Regions from separate parts of the Rattus norvegicus genome. Here region 2 is linked to region 1. The links are chromatin contacts, called in public Hi-C maps. All regions are on one chromosome and are shown on one strand. Each heading gives the region's core, a stretch centred on a gene start, on an enhancer-like site or on the middle of the called end of the contact. The rest is flanking DNA. Distances are from core to core; before and after follow the strand shown.

What was found. Hi-C and Micro-C count contacts between places; a contact is called where the count stands out from the background.
Region 2: a contact with region 1 is called in a Hi-C map of Schwann cells, with 14 times the contacts expected there. The contact joins the promoter of Meis1 here to the enhancer-like site in region 1. A contact is called at or near these places in 3 of 12 Hi-C or Micro-C datasets (the A7r5 cell line, Schwann cells and psoas muscle).

The regions. Positions count from the first base shown.
Region 1 is chr14:96,263,361-96,266,252 of GRCr8, reverse strand. No RefSeq gene overlaps it. Among named protein-coding and RNA genes, the nearest start is that of Etaa1, 250 kb to the left of the region's middle. Within about 2 kb of position 1,367, at least 11 of the 93 cell types and tissues checked have an H3K27ac peak or open chromatin away from gene starts, as enhancers often do. A contact at or near this core is called in the A7r5 cell line, where this site is marked.
Region 2 is chr14:97,493,618-97,496,509 of GRCr8, reverse strand. It overlaps Meis1 (Meis homeobox 1), which reads left to right and starts at 1,427. Exons shown (of 13, transcript NM_001134702.1): 1 at 1,427-1,494. The coding sequence starts at 1,483.

The DNA.
Region 1 (2,892 bases), core at 118-2,617:
TGATTCAGAGTTCCCAGGCAGCCAGAAGACTATTTCAGGCTCGGAATCCTCCTGCCAACTAGGGTATAGGCCAAAATAGTTCTTTTGCATTTATTTCAGGGTTTTGATCTCACATACAACTGAACCCCATTAAATGCAGTTTCCCAGGCTCATCCCTCGCTTTCCAGACAGTTCAGCATCCATGTGCCTGACTTGCCACTTCCTGTCTGGGAAGCGTATTGACTGTCCTGAACGACAAATAGCACCTCCTTTCCAAGATTCTGGCTCCAACCCAAGAGCTTTCTATCTATCTCAGGGCTCAGCCTCAGAGGCTAGCAAGGTAGGCACGGTGGTTGGGACAAAACTCAGCAGCTTTTTGCTCCATGGCTAAGCACCGTAGGCTTTCTATGGCTGCCCCCAAAGCTTCATTTCTCATCGCTCACCGTGGAAGGTAATGGGAAAGTGCCTGAATTACAAAGATGCCCATCTATTATCCTGGCTGCTCCCCCACAAAGCATCTCTTCTCCCCTTTGGCAAGAGCAGATCACTATTGACACGTTTAGAAGGCCCTGGGCCCCACTCAATTATTGCCATAATCTCCCCCTATTCTGGAAGCAGAGTTCTTTTCTAAGTAGATTTTTTAGAAAATTAAGAGCCAGTCTTTGCTTTATTCATTGGAATGACTTCATGGGCTAATGTATTCTCCTGTCAGTATTTTTCATCAGTTCAGCAACATCTGCAGGATAGGAAAAAAAAAAACCGAAAGCAGATGTTTCTAAAAGGTAGTTTCACTAAGCCTCCCTACCATAATTATTGCAGCATCACATCCGCGTTTTATTGCACCTCTCCTATATTCATATGCTCTTAACTTGTCCTGTAGAAATTAAAACGGGTGCATTGGAGTCCCTTCTAAACAGATTTGCTATCTCTAAAAAAAAAAAAAATTGACTGATATCCTCCATTAAATCCAAATTTCCTTTATCAAATCTTCAAGGGGAAAATAGATTAAGAAGATGTAGATATTTATCTCAACCTTCAACATTTACACTCATTTAGTTAATTAGCACTTAATTACACTGTCAAAGGGGGAAATGTTAGCATGGTCAGGACAGAGTGGTCCCCACCCCTCGGGTCCATGCTTCTTCTAAAAGGCAGACCTTTGCTTAGTCCCAGCTTGCTCCTATGTGAAACATTAGTAATGATTACTTGACAGGGGGTGCAGATCCGAGATTGCGCAAGAGAGAGCCATCACTCAATAGAGTCTGGCTGGAACTCCCAAACTGGAGCAACAGTGCCCCCCAAAGCAAGTTAACAGAAGCAGCCAGAAAGCAAACCCCGAGCTGCCCAAATGTCTATTTTTTTAATAAGCCAAAGAGCTATTTTAAGAACTGCTGGCCGAACCCGCAGGCTCTATCACAACCAGATGAGCATTCCAACCAAGCTGGGGAGCCGTGGCTGGAAACAGAGACTGTTTCCACCTATTTTAACCCAGACGCCACAAATTCTCTAAGGAGGGGTGGAGGCGGGAGGGGAGAGAGCAACAGAGACATAGTAGAGAAGTGGACAACTTTAGAAGTTTGTCCGACTTGAGGCAACAAAACATAAACAGCTTAACGAATAAATCTTATTAACTGAAATGCAATTGAAACTCTGCTTGTCATCGGGGTTTCTCCATCCTTTAACAAATGGCAATGGTTTTTGGTCTCACAGGTTCCTTGCCAAGTAGAAGACCTCATTAAAGCTGTCGGAAAATAATAGAATTCTAATTAGCTTAATTATGATATGAAAATTTATCAACCTAATTCACAAAAACAATATGCAATTAACCTTTTTTTCGTAAGTCAAACTATTTTCCAAAACAGGAAATGAAGGATAACACCCGTAATTTCATCATGAGGGCAAAAATCATAGATACCCTGGTGCAGTAGAACAGGAAGTATGTAAGGAAACGAACAATCTTCACTCCCCCACCCCCACAAGTCCTGTGTATTCACTACACACCCTTTTGGCTCCAAGAATGGAAACCGCATTAAACTGGAGACTCACTCATATTTTTCTCTTTCAAGTTCTAAGTCCTGTTTTCTATTTTCTCTTCAATCCTGGAATAAGGTCACCCTATAAAAGATGAAATATTGCACTCTCAAAAGACAATGAATTTATGATGTCATGTCAACATATTTGAGTCCTTACACTGCAACTGGGATATTACAGACGGAAAATGGTGTGATGTTGGAATTAAGAAATGTCAGCCAGGAAGCCTGAAATCTAAAAAGTTCTAAATTGAAATTGTATAATCAATAACCTAATGGTGAATTCTATGAGAAGACAATATAGCAAGTTTCTAAGATGTAGGAATGTGGGTTGGAGAGATGTCTCCATGGTTAAGAGCACTGACTGGTCCTGAGTTCAATTCCCAGCAACCACATGGTGACTCAAAACTTTTGTAATGGGATCCGATGCCCTCTTCCAGTATGTCTGGAGACAGCTATAGTGTATGCACATAAAAATAAATAAATAAATAAATAAATAAATAAATAAATAAATATTTTAAAAGAAGATATAGGAATATATTAAAAACATATTAAAAACCTTTTCTACTCCATCAATATCTCCACAATGAAAACCATACTCATATATACCTAACAGAATGGCTATAGTTAAAAAGAATAAAAATTGTTTGTGAAAAGGGGAAGAAATTATAATCCTCTTGCATTTTTATATAGAGTACAGACCAATACCATCACTTTAAAGAACTGTTGTGTGACATCTGTTAAACAATCCTGACAAATGAACTCTTGGTTACATGCTCAAACTGAGTACACATGTCTATCAAAGGAATGCATAAGGATGTTTATAATACCTTTATTCATAATAGGTTGATTTTAGACACTATCAAGATCTATCAAGAGTAAG
Region 2 (2,892 bases), core at 178-2,677, 1.2 Mb before region 1:
TTGTTCCCTCCCTTCCTCCCTCACTTCGCGCCGCGGCTAGGGCTGAGGGCTACCAGGGTGAGGAGGCGGGGGCGTCGGGACCCAAAGTGGCAAAATGCAAGCATTTCCATAACTCCAGCCCTACGACCACTTCTGACAGCGGGGGCCGGGGTGGGGGTAGAAAAAAAGAAAAAACCCAAAACCAAAAGAAAAAAGGAAAGAAAACCTCTAAGCTGGGTTTGCAGAACGCCCGGGCGACCGCTACCCCACGTTCTCGGGACTCCTGAGCTGAACCTTTTCCAATCCAGCACCAGCTCCTCTTCTTGCTCTGGCTTTGACTTTTCTTCTCCGGGAGTCTAGCAGAGAATCCAGTACTTTTGGCATCAACCCCCCACCCCGAAAAATACTGGCAGACCCCAATAATTTCGAGGAAAGTCTTGAAGTCTTTCATGAGCGGAGCACTGAGCGAATTAACTCCGGCATCTGCCTGCCCTACGTTTATTCCCGATTTATTTCAAGAGTCCGCTTTGGGAAGAGAGGCTGGAAGGGGACCTAAAGTCGGCGGGTCGGGAGCTGCAGCCTGCATTTGTGTGCATGTGCCTTGGGTGTGTGGTGTTAGTGCCTGGGCGTGCGAATTCATGGAGCGCCTTTCTGCCTCTCCAGTGCGGCCAGAGCTCGCTTCGCGCACCCACCCCTGCCGAGGAGCCTACTTGCTGCAGCCCAATGCATTGTGTAAGACGCGACCTGTTATGGCCACCACTACTTCCGGGTTCTAGCATTCTGGTCGGAATCCACCTCTCCGCCTGTGCAACACACACTTTACACACGCACGGCGACTGCAAGCGGGCAGCATCGATCGTGGCTCCTTTAAGACAAACTCAGACAGACATTTTTTTAACCCTCCTCTCTAATCTCCCTTCAGTGCAGCAGTTGCAAAGAGGGAGAGAGAAAGAGAAAGAGAGCGAGAGAAGAGAGAAACTGATTGGGAATTAGGACTGATTCAAGGAAAGCGGGCGCTAGGGCTTTGTGCATTTGAATATTAACATTTGAGGTGTTCTGACCAGAAGAAGACAGAACGGATGATCATTCATTCACCACGTTGACAACCTCGCCTGTGATTGACAGCTGGAGTGGCAGAAAGCCATGAGATTTGGTAGTTGGTTCTGAGGGGCGCTCTTTTTTTTCTTTTTCTTTTCTTTTCTTTCTTTTTTTTTAACTGATTTTTTTGGGGGGGAAGAGAAGATCTGCTTTTTTTTCCCTCCCACTGCTGTCTTGGTGGAACCAGAGCGCTTTTATGCTCAGCGACGCGGGCGCCTTGCTTCAGGTCCGGTAGACCGAAGATCTGGGACCAGTAATTCACACTGCTGGAGACGCAAAGGGATTTTTTTGTTACTGTTGTGCTTTATTTTTTTTTCCGAGGGAGTTTGCATATTTGTTTCTTTTCACACTGGCCTTAAAGAGGATATATTAGAAGTTGAAGAAGGAAGGGAGGCAGAGAGGCCGATGGCGCAAAGGGTACGTATTAAAAACAATTGTGGAACTCAAATGTGAGATTAAATTGAAACGTGGCTGAAAGACACTGTTGCTAAGTTTCCTCTTTCCTTTCTCTCTTTTTGAATGAGGTTCCTAAAGCCGCGGCCTAAATCGACAGGTTTACTTAATGCATTTGTAGCCTTATGCATGTTACTCGTGGGTTATTAATTCAAGTGATCAAGTAGTCTATAGATTCCTAGCCAACAGCTATATAAATAAAAATACAAGCCCGAGGAATCACCTGTTTTAAAAGGAAAGAAAGAGGAGGGGGAAATGCTACATATCCAGTGCTGTAATTTAAGCATTTAGGGACCAAAAGTTTAAAGCTACGTTTAATTAAAATGAGCAGCTGGGAACTTTAGCGTTATTATCGATTATGCACATCTTTAATATCATTAGAAGTAGGTAGCATTTTTAGATAAGGAATGTCCTGGTGTAGTGGAGTTTTGGTTGGAAAAACATTCCTCTTTTAAAAGTAATTTTAATTTGCATGGGTTTTTATGCAAGATAATAAGTTTGCAGATTTTTTTTCTTAGCTAAGTTCTTTACCACTTAGATACTAAACACAGAGCTACTCAGTTTAAAAATGCAATCCTAATTTCCCCAATATTCCTATTTGAATGGAAATGCCTTGAAAGTAAACTGAGACAATGACGGGCCGGCTGAGGTGGCTTCTTAAAAGAAAAGGGTCTACAAAAAGGCTGCCTTGCATAATTTGTGTCTTGGCCCTCAAAGCCCCTTTTGGGAAAGAAAGTTACTGGAGGACACATTTTTTTCTTTCTTCTCTCAGTTCAGGCAAATGTCAGGATTCTCCCAAACTCTTCACACCTCTGTCTTTCAGAGGATGAAAGTGGCAGTTCTTTGGAAATCATTTCCTTCTCCCCATTTCCAAATCTTAGAAAAGAAACTTGCCTGGAATAAAACAGAAAAATTGAAATAGCTGAATTTATCACAGACAGTCAAGGCAATCAATTTGAAAGCAGCCCCATCCCCCAGATTTTCATGTGTGTTTTGCTTTTGAGTCTGTTTAAAAAAAAAAACTAACATGTAACTATTGCTTCCTGGACTCTTACTCTAGGGAGAAAGTTTGTGAGGGTAAAAAAAAAATATAAAACAACATTAGTTGCTTCCTTTATAGCTTTTATTTAAGTTTGGAAATAATGTTGCCCAGTTGTATGTTCAGCTGTAAAAGGCAACAAGCTGCCTTATGCACACTTCAGTATAACATATATGGGGGGGGGGTCGTTTTGTATAATTTAGCAGAGTTTGGGGAACCAAGGCAAACTCAGTGTCTTACAGGACTGCCAATCCCATGCTGGTTGAGAAATAAAATAAGAAGCCTTTCAGAATTCACTGCTTGGCACAACTATTCCCATCGTA